Linked DNA regions of Arachis hypogaea: region 2 is linked to region 1. A link is a contact called in public Hi-C data. All regions are on one chromosome and are shown on one strand. The core of a region is the stretch at or near the end of the contact, and the rest is flanking DNA. Distances in the headings are between cores, read along the strand shown. Region 1 has its middle 13 kb from the start of LOC112803961. Region 2 holds the start of LOC112803962.

What was found. A called contact is a pair of places that touch in the nucleus more often than the background predicts.
Region 2: a Hi-C map of leaf shows a contact between it and region 1, with 2.0 times the contacts expected there. The contact joins the promoter of LOC112803962 here to the enhancer-like site in region 1. A contact is called at or near these places in 2 of 8 Hi-C or Micro-C datasets (both in leaf).

Annotation. Positions count from the first base shown.
Region 1 is chr5:107,329,556-107,337,202 of arahy.Tifrunner.gnm2.J5K5, forward strand. No RefSeq gene overlaps it. Among protein-coding and RNA genes, the nearest start is that of LOC112803961, 13 kb to the left of the region's middle. Within about 2 kb of position 4,391, at least 2 of the 3 cell types and tissues checked have open chromatin away from gene starts, as enhancers often do.
Region 2 is chr5:107,368,989-107,376,635 of arahy.Tifrunner.gnm2.J5K5, forward strand. It overlaps LOC112803962, which reads right to left and starts at 3,528. Exons shown (of 1, transcript XM_025847406.1): 1 at 1,771-3,528. The coding sequence starts at 3,528. The coding sequence ends at 1,771.

The DNA of each region.
Region 1 (7,647 bases), core at 3,141-5,640:
TGCGTAAATGAGGAGTCTCCCTCCCAGAGGAGAGATCGAGTGTGTCCTCTGGGGAGGAAGGAAGTCCCCTATTTATAATAAAAATCTCTGAGACTAAACCTAGAATTCAAATCAAAACAAAATCAAATCTAGATCAAATCAAATCTTTTGATTTGCATCTAAAATAAAATATAGAATTCTAAACCTAAAAAATGTTGTTTGTAATTAAAAATTATAAAAAGAAAATAAAATATAACTAATAGATCCTAAATCCACTTGGAGACCCAAAGAGGGGTGAATTCGGGCTGCTGCTAGCTTTTAACGCCATATTAGACGTTAAACGCCCCAATAGGGATCAAAATTCGTGCATGCTAAGGTCCACTGCTGGTGCTAAATGCCAGTTAGGCATTTAACGCCGGCAGGGGGAAGTTATGGTGCTGGCTCTGTCCCTCTTGGGCGCTAAACGCCAGGCTCGACGTTTAGCGCCAAATTTGGCAGTGATTCCAGAAGAAAAATATAGACTACTATATATGGTCGGAAAGCTCTGAAAGTTGGCTTTCTAACGCCATTGAGACCGAGTCAATTAGATCTCTTTAACTTAAGTTATGCTTGTTGGAATACAAGGAGATCAGGGTTGACAGCATCAACTATCCTTTCTTTGTTTTTGCACAAAAATTCTGCCAAATTCATCCGAAATTCACCTGAAATTATAAAAACACTAAAACAATTTAAAGTATCATCCAAAGATGATTTTTGCATTAACATATAATAAAAAGCAACTAGAAAATGAGGGGAAAAAGGGTATAAGATGCTCACGCACAATCAGCAAGGTACTTTCACACATGGTTAACATATATAATAAAGTAGTTTCCTAACAACAATTTATAATAATTGAACTACAATTATATTCATTCTACTGATACAAACTATAATATGGATTTGTCAATGGCATTTGGAAGTCCTCTTCATCTGGAGAAAAGTGTTCCTCCTGCTCCATGGGTTGAGAGTGGTAAGAGCATATACCTACATCAGATAATACGTATTTAACTTAATATTATCATAGAGACAAACTATAACAAAATAATTCAAAAAAAAACTAAAGAACAAACTTCATCAACCTCCTCCCCAAAATTAGGAGTGTAGTAGTTATCTTCATCGACATCATCCTCGTGGCTAGGCTGCTGTCCCTATCGGCGATTTGACTGGCAAGAAAATCGATTGTGCCCAACCAGATGACAAACGCTGCACCGTCTCACGCCCCTAACCAAAGTATGGTTAATTGAGTCCTTCTTTGGCCTCTTCTTGCGACGCACAACAAGTGGGTATTGAACACACCCTCGAGTGTGGATGATTGGCTGACAACCGCGGGTGGGGAAGGCCCAACATTGGTATCGAGCTTTAATCGAGTGATCTTGCTGTGTTCTTCTCAGTGACCATTTCAAATTGATCTTCCCTCGCTGAAGCAAGCACACACATCTCCCTATATAGGTCATTTAGCATCCAATTGCAACAAGTTACCATAGAGTCCTAACAAAATGGTCCCTTGTCAACACATTGCCTCACTTTCGACCGAGCGTTCTTAGACCACCTCTCCAAAGCAAAACTCATTGGGATTTCCATGAAATCAAGATGTACCAGAAGGGCCGCAATATGATCACATGGTATTCCAAGGGATTCTATCCTTAAACAAGAGCAATTAAAATTCTAATCCTTGGGATAGTGCGAAACATGCTAGCCGTTCTAAGAATTGTCCAACTGTGAAATGGTGTATATGTCCAATGTTGGAGTCAACGTACAAGACTAGACCTTTAATGTACATGCACGTGACAGCATTGGCCGAAACAAGAGAAATATCTCCCTCGTTAGTAATTTTGCAGTAGACCTCCAAATCATGTAAAGGACTTTGCAACACCAAGTGTCCAACCATGCTATGCATATCGGATTGTGTTTGTTGAGACCTCATCTCCGATACACAGTGAAAAAATTGTTCAATAAAGTCCTTCAAATTATGGTGGGAGTGAAAAAAGTTACCAAGCGTTGAATGCAAACCCTCGTATTTTGATGTCGTCCAAAATCTACCGAAAAAGTGGCCACGAATGCGAGCTATTACCCACATTTTTCTCCAGTCATAAAGGTCACAAACCCACCGATTATTTTGAAGTTGAAGCTCAGTGACCAATCTCTCCCACCTAGCTTCAAACTCTGAAACCTCATAATAAGAAAGTATGCATTTCTTAAACTCAGATGTAAATATTGAATTTGCCAAATTCGATGTTGCATTCTGGAGGAGATGCCATGCACAGAGATGATGATAAGTCATAGGAAATACTTTTTTAATGGCCTTTCTCATTCCTCCGTTCCCATCTGTGACAACAAACTCAAGAGCTTTTCCCTTCATAACTTTCAAAAATCTTTCAAGTAGCCAAGAATATGTTCCTTACTCTCATTTGCAACAAGGGCAGCAACAAAAACAATGGTTTGGTTATGGTGATTTATGCCAGAAAATACAATCAGTGGGCACATGCACTTATTCTTCCTATAAGTTGCATCAAATGCTACAACATCTCTAAACAGATGGTAATCTAATTGACTACAGTTATTAGACTAAAAAAGTTGCACCAAACGGCCCTTTTTGTTCACTAAGTAACATACAAACGTTTCAAGATTCTCCTCTGTAAATGATTTCAACCACCGAAGATAAGACATTGCATCGCCCGCTATTATTTTTCTCTGTTTATCAATGTGGTTGTATATGTCTCTCTTCAAAAATGGTACATTTTGAAAACCTCCACAGTGTGCACAAATGATGAATAGATCTGTGGTATTTTGATCCCAACTCTCAACATCATAATCATTTGTTCAATTGCAATAGCATTCATCTTCCTATTCCTAGGAAGCATAAATGTAAGTGTTTCGTCAAGCATCTTGTGGTTGTGAACACCCTCAAAGTATGAAATAATACATGCGCCAAACAGCCATATCTAGTCTCAGGCTTAGGCTCCCGCTTACGTTCGTGGGCCTCCTTATCAGCAGCAAATTCTTTAAACCCCTGCCTAAAGCAAACAAACTGTTGTTGTCTCACCTGTTCATTGGTATTTTGCCTTAGCCTTCTCTTCTTTGTGGCAAACTTATTCATTTTTGCATATAAATTATAGAAAGCAAAAGCTACACGTCAATTGAAAAAATTGTAGCAATCTCATCTGATCAAAAGTTATTCCTTTAAAGTTAATTCAAAATCAGCAATCCTGTCAATGCCTTTGTCTTCCCAGTTTTTGTAAAAATCATCACCAACATTATCGCCAGAACCCTCTATATTCGCATCCTCACCTACTTCCAATGAAGGTTCATCACCTAGATAAACATCTGGGTCATCGGAAACCAGTTCTTCTTTATTGCTGACACACAAATCTTTGTCAGCCATAGCCGCTGCACCATGAAAATAAGAGACTACATTTTCCTCTTCCATTCTTGCATACACCCATCGAAAAAAAATATTGCATTTAAAAAAAATATGCTGTAAATATAAAACTTAGATAATGAATTATGGATCAAAACTGAAGCTGAAGTTGATTATAGTAACAACAATAAATCTACATGATTATAGTAACAACAGAAAGGCTTGGGCTGGGCCTACCTATCCCGATAGGACCTCATAAAGGAACGGGAGCAGTTGAAAGGTTCCATATTGCCGAGCCGAAGGGCAGCACTCCTGTACGTAATCGTAGTATGTCACGTCGTCTCGTCTCCGCTGCATTGAAAAGTACCTATGCACTATCTCCGGTTCACTGATAAGGAAGATAGAGTTAGTTGGGACGGGAGTCTACGATGTGATACAATTCTTTATTTTGTTGATTATAATTACAACAATAAATCTACATGATTATAGTAACAACAATTCTTTATTTTGTTCCTAAATAATTTCGTGAAAAATGAATTTAACTAAAAACTGTTTGTTGCATGTAAACCCTGCAAGAATTGAAAAGAGAAGGCGGCGACGTGACTGACCAAATTAAACGACGATGGCGTCGCTGACAAGAGGAGGGGGCGTCGCGGCGGAAAAGGGGACGATGGACTCTCTTGAGTGTGCCACGATGAGATACACTCATACAGAAAAGGAGTTGCTCCTCTCAAACTTTTTAGTTACAAATCTTTAGTAAGCAAATGCTTTCTTTTTTTTTTTAACCCTCACGTACTTTTACATACAATATTCATTGGCCCATCTTGATCCATTTGAAAAACCGACCCATTTGCCAAAAAAAATAGCTACATCTTCTTTTATCATTTCAACCTTTTAACATAGTTTTACAACAAATAAAATTTGTAGGTGCTCAAAATTGTATTGTCAAAAGACCTGCCACATTATCGTTAACTGTGTCAGAAAATATGGGCAAACAATAAGTCTGGTTTGGGAGAGGCTAATGCTAAAAGTCATCGGTTTGCACAAGGTATTAGGTAACATGGGTTCGGGCTAGGTCTAGAGACCTAATAAGCAACGTTTTTTTTTAATAATATGATTAGATTTTTCATTTTTGTTAACATTTTTTATATAATAAATTATGCCTATTTTAATATATTAATATAATACATCAAATTTAAATTTTATATATATATTAAAATTAAAAAAATAAAATACACTTGTTTTTTAATAAAAAATTCAAAAATTAAGATATAATTAAACTAATAAATATTTTTGTGTTCATTTTTTGTTATTCTATAACATATAGGGTATAATATCATAAATTATATAAAACTTTGATATTTGACCTTTTTCTACTTAATCCATATATCTTACTTACATGAGATTATAAAATTTTAGTTAGTTTTACATTTATAATTTATATATTTTTTAAGATTTATTTTATAATATATTTATATTTTTATATATTTATTTATAATTTTTTATACTATTTTATTATAAATTGATGATTTCGATTATACCACTAGTTGAACTTTTAAATTAATAAACCAATTACTAGTAATTCCATGATCGATTCGGTTCTCTGAAGCTTGGCAGTGACACACGCACTGTGTATTTTTGTTCATACATAGGAATCAAAATCATGCATACTATCTTCTTTTTTTTTTTGTTTTTGGTAATGTCATGCATACTATTTACTATTAAATATTGACATCGAACTACGTCACTGCAAAGAGTTGGATGCATGTAATTGGACCAGATCACCTGCTCATCAAATCATAAAATAAATTAAAGTACTTCAATATTCCAGTTTCGTACCATGGCGGCAACCCAAGCAAGATGCATCGAATCTGAAGAATGTTTACGTGTAGATTAGATACATATTATACAAATACAAATAATATATGACAACGACCGTCCTTCTTATTTGAATAATTGTCATGGCTTTGGATTTCCAGCTTCAATTATTCCAACCATGAATGAAAATGAAATGCATGCATCTTTAGGTTATGTTGCATAAATACCGGTATAGTATCCATAGCAAATACATATAACGTATTATTGAGTACGAAACTTTTTCAAAAAATAAGGTGGTATAGGACAATTCACTTTAATAAACCAAATGCAAACTAAAATTATGTGTATCTTTCAATTAATAAAAGATTACGATAAGCTTTAATTTACATTTCTATATAAATCGAATTGATTAAATTCGATTTAAGAAAATACGTATTAAATTGAAGTAATATGCACACTAAATTCTCTAATAAATCGAATGAAATCATTTCGATCTTAATATCAAGAAATTTGATTTAGCCACGTGAAGCAGCCCATAGTAAATCGAAGCCAATAATTTTGATGGTTTTAGTAAATCAAAACTCATAAATTCGACTTATATGCAATTGGTCCTTCTACTAAATCGAACTCAATGGCTATGATTTAGGGTGAAACTTGCTATATATACAAATTGAATTCATTTTATTTGAACTGCAAAACACACAAACTCCACACCTAACTCCACCATCTAGATCCAAAAATCTTGGAAAACAACCCAAGAAAAATCGAATATATACACATGGAGGACGATCCGAATCGTCTATATCGGCTAGATGGAATCGTGCATATTGTTGGCACCGTCCACCTTGAGGTTAGTGAAAGAATTTTTTTTACATGAATTAGTGATTTTATATATGTTAACATAGTTCGCGTGGTAAAAGCTTATAGTCGTTAATTACGGATCATGAAAAAAAATTACTATATGTGCATGTTAGAAATAGTAAGCTATTAGGTGGTTAAATTTTTATAACTTAAAATGGTACATGAGAAAGTTATCTAGGATTGTAGGATATGTTAGAATTTTGAATTTATTAGTCTTATATTCAACGAGACTTGGTTTATGATTAGGGTTAATTATGAATTTTTTGAGTTAGTTGAAAGAATAAATATAAATATTTTTTGAATTTGTGATGCACTTAGGACAGTTTAGTTTTAGCATTTACTATTTAGTGTTTTTTGTTGAGTCCTATGAAAAATTTGTTGGGCGATATTGTAAATAATTTTTTAAAGTTACAGCTTGCAATGTTTATGGTTTTCAGAATTTTATACATTGAACACTGTTTGATTATGATTGTGATAAGAAATCTGTCATTGTCCAGCCCCATCAATGCATTACCAGTATGAGATGGCAACACGCGATGATGTCACGAGGATTGAGGATTTCGATTCAAACCTCTAGAACTAGATACCATATCCACAAGTTTTGCCAACAGTTATGGAGTCCTCACTTCAAAAAACTGACGACGACAATGGAATAAAACTTGCAAATTTTCGTCACTGTTAATAACGAATGAATCATACTTTGCATAATCGCGTAACACAGAAATCAGGATTCTATAGAACAACTTTTCCACCTGTTTGATGCCATACATACCTAGTTTCTGGAGTATAGTATTTTTAAATTCAGTAAAACTTGTTGAAGGTTTGAGAGTCCTTATCAGTAAACTTAATTCTTGATCGCGTTTTATTCTTAATGGACCCTTTATAGTGCACTAGAGCTAAAAAACTCTTATCACTAGTCATTGTGAATCTCACTATGGTGAAACATTCATGTTGAGCTCGTATTTATATACATTAATACTTTATAAATCAAATTAAATGTCTTCGATTTAATCTCATATAGTATAATAAATAGTAAATTGAAGCTAATAGTATCGATTTATCCTAAATCCTACGAATTATTGTAAATCAACTTTAATGAACTCGATTTATCTAACTGGTGTAAATCAAATCCACTTACTTCGATTTAGTGGGTGTATATGATTTAAATCTATTAGCTTCGATTTACATGTGAATAAGAATTTGTATATAAATTGACTTCTATTGATTTGATTTAGTACGTGTTTCATTAAATCGAATTTACATAAAAATACAAATTGGATCTTGAGATAGCCTTTTACAAATTGAAAAATTCACATCATTTTGCCAAGGGTTTGATTTATTAACGTGTTTTGTCTTAAGATATGGTTACAAATATATATTTTATAAAAAAATAAGAAATTAATTTTTTTAATTAATTATATTAACTAACTTTAATATTTAAATTTATAATTTAGAATTTAAAGTAAATAATTTATAATTTAAAAAATAAAATTTAAAATAAATAAAATAATTTATAAAAATTGATTGATATTAATTAAAAAATGATTTATTTTTTATAAATTATATTAAAAGATAATAATTAAATCATACAA
Region 2 (7,647 bases), core at 2,278-4,777, 39 kb after region 1:
GATCAGACACAATAGACTGTGGTATGCCATGAATACTCACTACATATTTGATAAATGTTTCAGCAACTTGGGGGGCTGTAAAAGTAGCTGCGAGTGGTAGGAAATGGGCAAACTTTGATAGTCGGTCCACTACCACGAAGATGACCGAATACCCTTGTATCAGCGGTAATCCCGTTACAAAATTCATAGAAATATCCTGCCAAACATCGGTAGGAATCGGAAGAGGTTGGAGGAGACCGGCAGGCAGTAGTGTGGAGTACTTCGCCTATTGGCAGATAGAGCACTGGCACACATAATCCTTGACCATACGAGCCATATCCTTCCAGAAAAATTGGGGAGTTAACCGGCACAATGTCTTTTGATAACCACCATGTCTACCAATGGTTGAGTCATGGCACTCATAAAGAAGCTTCGGGATGAGGGACGAAGTCAAAGGGATTATCAGTCGGTCCTTCCAAAACCAAAGACCCTGTCGGTGCTGCAAATTTCCAGACCGAAGATCCACCTCAGAAATTAAATCCGAGGGGTTGAAGTGCTGAAGATCGGACCGTAACTGCGTGAGAATGTCGCAAGTGAGTGAGGTGACAGCAAGAAATTGGCGAGATAGCCCATCGGCACCTTGATTATCCGAGCCCTTTTTATATTCTATCTCAAAGTCATAGCCCAAGAGTTTGGCCAACCAAGTATGCTGCTCTGGCGTTTGAATGGTCTGAGCTTGGAGTTCCTTGAGACTCTTGTGATCCGTTCGTATCACGAACCTGTGACCAAGCAAGTAGTGGCGAAACTTAGCCACCGCTGCTAAGATTGCTTGCATTTCCCGGGCATAGACGGATTGCTTCTGAGCCGTGCAGGAAAGTTTCTTCGAAAAATAAGCGATGGGATGTCCAGCTTGGCTGAGAATCCCCCCAATACCGGTACCCGAAACATCTGTCTCAAGCACAAAAGGTTTGGAGAAGTCGGGAAGTGCCAGGACTGGTGCATGAGTCAGAGCCTCTTTCAATGTCACAAAAGCATCCGAGGCTGAAGGCGACCACACAAACCCCTCTTTGCACAACAAGTCAGTGAGTGGTGCTGTCAGAGTGGCAAAATTGCATATGAACTTTCGATAGTAACTCGCCAATCCCAAAAATTCCCGGAGTTGCTTTACTGAGGTTGGAGTCGGCCAACCACGAATTGCTTCAATTTTTGAGTCATCCCCTCTCACCCCCTCAAGTGAAACCACATGGCCTAGGTACTCTACTTGTGTTTTTCTGAAGGAGCATTTAGAGAGTTTGACAAATAGAGAATGGTGCTTGAGCACGCTTAAGACATACACCAGATGATGTAGATGAGACTGCCAATCAGCACTATAAACCAGGATATCATCAAAGAAGACAAGGAAAAATTTTCGTAAGACCTCAGAAAAGATAGAATTCATCAAATACTGGAAGGTAGCAGGGGTATTAGTCAGACCAAATGGTATAACGAGCCATTCGTATAAGCCCTGGTATGTCCTGAAAGCTGTCTTAAAACAATCCTCCGGTCTGACACGAATCTGATGGTACCCCGAGCGGAGGTCGAGTTTAGAGAAGAACCGAGCACCAAACAATTCATCGAGTAATTCATCCACCGTCGGCATAGGAAAGGAATCCTTGATGGTGGCATGATTGAGGGCCCGATAATCAGTGCAAAACCTCCATGAACCGTCTTTCTTTTTCACCAACAGCACGGGCGAAGAGAAGGGGCTAGTGCTTGCTGTATGATGCCCTCGGCTAACATCTCAGCGATGATCTACTCAATCTCAGCCTTTTGCCTATGATGATATCGATAAGGGCGGACCTTAATAGGCGTCGTGTCGGGCAACAAGGTAATGGTGTGATCATGTACTCTCGGCGGGGGCAAGCCTTTTGGAACCTGAAAAACAACTGAGTAATCCCGTAATATAGTAGCCAAGTTGGGCACCAAATCAGAAGGTAATTCCAAAAGAGGAGGGGTGTCTGTAACCGGTTCATGGAGCTGGAGTGTATACCTTTCCATAATCTCATCTCTTATGTGCAAATGCCGTAACTGATGAAATTGTGCCGGGGCCGGGTTGGCATCTTTTTCACCCTGCAAAGTAACCATTTCAGCCCCAACCATGAAGGTAATGAATTTTTCCCTGTAATTTACCAAATGGGTGGCGAGTGTCTTAAGCCAAATATCCTTTAAAACCAGCTCCTCACTAGCAATGGGAAGTACGAAAGCCGATATAAGGAGCAAATGATCCTGAATGGAAATAGGTAAATCACGAACCTTACCCTCGCATTGGAGCAAAGCATCATTGCCCACCTCAACCTTGAATCTTGGGGAATGATGAACGGGCACTGCCAGGCGTCGAACCAAAGCCGGGTGAATGAAGTTATCCGAGCTGCCACCATCCATGAGTACGCGGATGTCCCTGCCGTGCACCAGACCGCGGAACCTAATCGACCGTCGGGCAGGGATGCCGGCCATGGCATTGTACGAAAGGTGGAGGGGCTCGACCCTGTCCTCAGCTAGTACCGGCGGGATTTGGTCCACTTCAGAAATTTCAATTGCAGAGTCCTGATCAGTAGGGACTTTCTCTACAGTTTGGATAAGAAAATAGTGCTTGGAAGCACATTTATGGGAAGGGGAATAACGCTCGTCACAGGTAAAACATATGCCTTTTTCTTGCCGAAACTGTATCTCTATCGAGGTTAATTTGTGCATTGTGTTAGGCTTTGGAGGGGTGGGAAGCAGTGGAGGATTTTGAGGCAGTGGTTGTGCAGGGGAAACAGTAGTGAGTGGTTTTGGGGCTAGGGTGGTGGTAGGTCGAGCCGGCGGTTGCAGTGTCTGAGCAACGGCAAAACGCCAGCGTTGGGTGTGGGGCAGAAACTTTTCCTTGAACAATTTGGCAAGAGAAACCGCTTGCAACAAAAAGATCGGTGAACGGGCTTTCACCTCCCGTTTCAATTCCGGATGAAGACCACCCACAAAGCAATCCAAAAGCAAAGCATCATCTAAGCCATATACACGGGCGGCTAGGTCGTTAAAGGATTCAAAGTAAGCATTCACCGTGGTGGATTGTTTCAATTTCAGTGGCTCCTCTCGGGGGTTTTCAAAATGGGACGGCCCGAATTGCTTTTGCAAGGCAGTGGAGATGGCAAGCCAATCAGCCATAGGTTCGAGTCTCTCCCACATCTGAAACCAAGCAAGGGCCCGGCCCTCCAAATTGACGGCCATCAGATCCAATCGTTGGTCCTCCGGGATATCATAGATCAGGAAGAAGCGTTCCACGCGATAAATCCATTGGGAGACATCCTCCGCGCCAGAGAAACGAGGGAAATCCACTTTCATCTGCTGAGGGTGGCCAAAGACAGGGGAGGACGGTCCGCGTCTCAGGAATTCTGCCAAGTGCTGGGCAAACTGCTCCTGTAACGAACCAATTCTTTGTGTGTGAGAGGCGAATTGCTCGATGTAGCCATCCGATTGCTCGGTTAAACGAGAAATTGTAGCTTGCAATGTTTGGAGACGCGTATTCTCTGTCATTGGAACTCAATGGAAGCACCAATTGATAACAATTGCAAGCTATGATGGATTCTGATGAAGAATTGAAAGTGGTACAAGTGTAGTATAACAGCATAAGTATAGTATAGTAGTATTAGAAAAGAGTCCAAGTAATCAGAGTATGAGAGAATTAGATGGAAGGAATGAAGGAATCAATGCCAGGTTCACCTGCAAGGGGGGATCTGAATTAGAATGTGAAGTTTTCAGAGTGCACAGAGAAAAGTTATCAAGTCAGAAGAGAAGACTCACATTACACACACCTCATCAGGGTCTTTTCTCCCTTCTTATTTACCCTCTTTCTTTCCTCTTTGTATCATGTTCTTTCTAAAATTAGTTTCAATATCTCCCAAATCAAATTCCTAACATCCTTCAATCATATTATTACTTATTAAAATATAATTTCTCTACAGAAATTATGAAGGTTAAATTAAAATTTTTTAATAACTTTAATTATGCAACTCATATTTTACATATAGGCTATTAGAAAATAAAAAATAAAATATAAATATAAACAAAAATTAAAAAAATAAATTTTTTGAAATAATTATTAACTTGTTATATTAAAATCAATAAATAAGCATACATATGAATATTAAATAAAAAATATTAAAATAATTAAAATTATTACTTATTAGTGCACATATGAGATAATTTGAAGAATGCAATAAGATGCTTAGTTTAAAAATTGGTAATGTTAATTATAAAAATTTATTAATTATAGACATTATAGGTATGAAATTATGAATATTATGTGCACAAAATTATGGAGGTTATTAATATGAAATTATGGATGTTATGTGTATAAATTTATAGATGTTATGAGTAAATTTATCAATTAAATAAATTAATTTAAGAATTTGACATTTTTTTAAATTCAATTATGATAAAATTTAAAACATCTGTGTTAACTTGATAGTTACTTATGCAATAACTAAAAAATGATATGTGTATGGATGTAATATCTAATAAATATGAATTTAATTTTTAGATGTTAGTTGTATGTAATTATAGATGTTATGTATATGAACTTATGAATGTTATTTGTATGAACTTAGTTAGTACAGTATAATTATAAATGCACATAAAAACACACACAAAAATTATATCAGTTTATTACCATACCTCATCAAAACTAGTGTGGTTTTCTATATTCTCGAAAATTGGTTGACTGGCAATAATCTCATTGGGTGAGTCCGTCTGTTGTTCAAATTATTCTTCAACTTCTTCTAACATAGGTACCATGTTAAAATTGATTTCAAATATCATACTATTTGCAATGATAAAGGCAGACTGCTTGTAAATTTTTTTAGCCTATCCCAATTGTACTTGTAATTGAACTAGAATTGTGATTTTTGACTTCTAAGCTATACGACCTTCAATTCATGATCTTTGTAACAATGATAAAAGTTTTTAACAAGGCTTTCACGCTTTCTAATTCCTGAAATGGTAATAAATGAATTAAAGAAAATAACAATTAAAGCCAATTCATTTAATGAATATTATTACCAGTTCTTTATTATTATTAGTCTTTATTGTATTTTTTAATATAAAATTTAAATTATAAAAAAGAATATTAAGTAATAATTATAAGAATGCCTAATAGTTAGAAATATGATATTAATAATATCATTAATAAGTAAGACTGATAAAAGTATGATAAGTGGATTGATAGAAGAGTGAAATAAAAAATAAAAAATAATAAATGTGCTTAAGTTATATAAATGAAGTAAATTTTAAAAAAATTTAGCTAGTTATGACTAAATTTTGTTATTAAACTTTTTTCTATTTATAAATATTGTTAATTAACTGCGGACTAAAACAATAAATTTATAGTGGCCCTTGTAGCATTATTGATATCATATTTTGCACTTAGGATTTGATCGGTTCTATTTTGATAAATGAATTTATAATTACATCCACTTTGTATGGTTTGCAAAAATGAATCAAATCTAATCCAACACTTTTATTTATATCACTTTGAATTTAAGTACCTCTATCTATGATGAAAATAGGAGAATATAAGTAGAAATGGAAATAAGTTATGTTAGGTCAGATTTTATCCTTAATAAGTTAAGTTTGTAATAAAGTTTATAGTTTTGTTATACATACAAGTATTTTTCATATATAAGTTCATATAAGTTAATTCTAACTTAACAAAATTTACTTACATAATACGCGCGTAAAATTACGTTGTTTCTCTTCTAATATTTGTATCACGTTTCTTCCTCCTATTCCTCCTTCCTTTTCTCTTTCTTTTTTGCATTTTTCCTCTTTTTTTTCGTGTGTTTCATCCTCATTGTCGTTCTTTTAATTACTGTTGTTGTTGTATTTTTTTCCTCCTCCTCTTTTTATTAATTTTACAACATTATGTATTTTTTTTCTTTGTTTGATTTTTTCCTCCTAAAAAAATTATAAGAATATAAAATAAAAAAATGAAGAAGAAGCAGCTGCAGAAGATGAAGAAAAGTTTTAAATTATGCAGAACTTATAAGAATAATAATACACCGAAATATTTTCAAAATACACAGCAAGTATTCCAAAATATACCGAAACGAAAATGGAACAGATTCATCACAATCATAATTCAGATTCAGAACTCCTACATAAAAATTTCGCTAGAAATGCACAAAAATATTTTCTTTAATGCATCTTTTCTTCTTCTTTTTTTTCTTATTTCTTTTTTTTTTTAGTTGAATGAATATAGGTTCATCATCTTCTAAGTAATCTTACAGCATTATGTATTTTTTCTTCTTCTTTGTTTTATTTTTTTATTCTTGTTAAGAGGGTAAAATAAGAAGAAATTTGAAAAAGTAAAACAAGAAGAAAAAGATGAATAAGAAAAAAAAAGACGATGATGAAATCAAGTTCTGAAATTAGTTTTGAACAATTATCTCGTTGTTGAAGATAATGAATGATTCAAGTTCAGATTGTCAATTGAACCAGAGCAAAGTGAATTATTGTTTTGAATCCAATCAAGTAGTTGATGTGTGGTTTGATTCTAGTTAATGTTTTTGTTAGTAGTTTATGATTGTATAAGTGAATAATATTATTTTTATTTGTGAAAATTGTTGTTCGTCATTGATGGTTTGAATTGAATGTAATATAGTTGTTCTGCATTAAAAAAAATATTTTTGTTTATTTGCATCAAAGGTATAAACCAAGATATTTATGTGTATTATTTAAGAATTTTCGGTGTTTTTGTATTGATAAATTTTACATAATTCAAAACTCTTCCTCTTCTTCCTCCTCATCTTCTGCTGCTTCTTCTTTTCTTTCATTATCATCACCATCTTCTTCTTTTTCCTTGTTCATCTTTTTTTTCTTGTTTTACCTTCTCAAATTTTTTCTTGTTTTACTCTCTTAACAAGAATAAAAATAAAAAAAATCAAACAAAAAAGAAGAAGAAACACATAATGTTACAAAATTACTTGGAAGACGATGAACTTACATTCATTCAACTAAAAGAAAGAAAGAAATAAGGAAAAAAAAAGAAGAAAAAAATGAAGCCTTGAAGAAAACATTTTTCTGTATTTGCAGCAAATTTTAATGTAAAACTAAGATATTTATGTGTATTGTTTAAGAATTTTTAATGTTTTTGTACTGATAAGTTCTGCATAATTCAAAACTCTTTCTCTTACTCCTCCTCATCTTTTGTTGCTTCTTCTTTTTTTATTAATTTTTTTAATTGAATGAATGTATGTTCATCTTCTTTCAAGTAATTTTGTAGCATTATGTGTTTTTTCTTCTTCTTTGTTTGATTTTTTTGTTTTTATTCTTGTTAAGAGAATAAAACAAAAAAAAACTTGAGAAGGTAAAACAAGAGAAATAATAAATAAGAAAAAAGATGATGATGATAATGAAAAAGAAGAAGAAACAGCAGCAAAAGATGAAAATGAGAAAGAGAAAGAGTTTTGAATTATGTAGAACTTATCAGAATAAAAATACACTGAAATATTTCCAAAATACACCATAATATTTTCAAAATACACTACAAGTTTTTTAAAAACAATGGGCATGGTTAAAAATTTTAAGAGAAAAAATAATGTGAATATACTAGGCTTGATAGAGACAAAGAAGAATGAAGTTACTAAGTTTGACGTA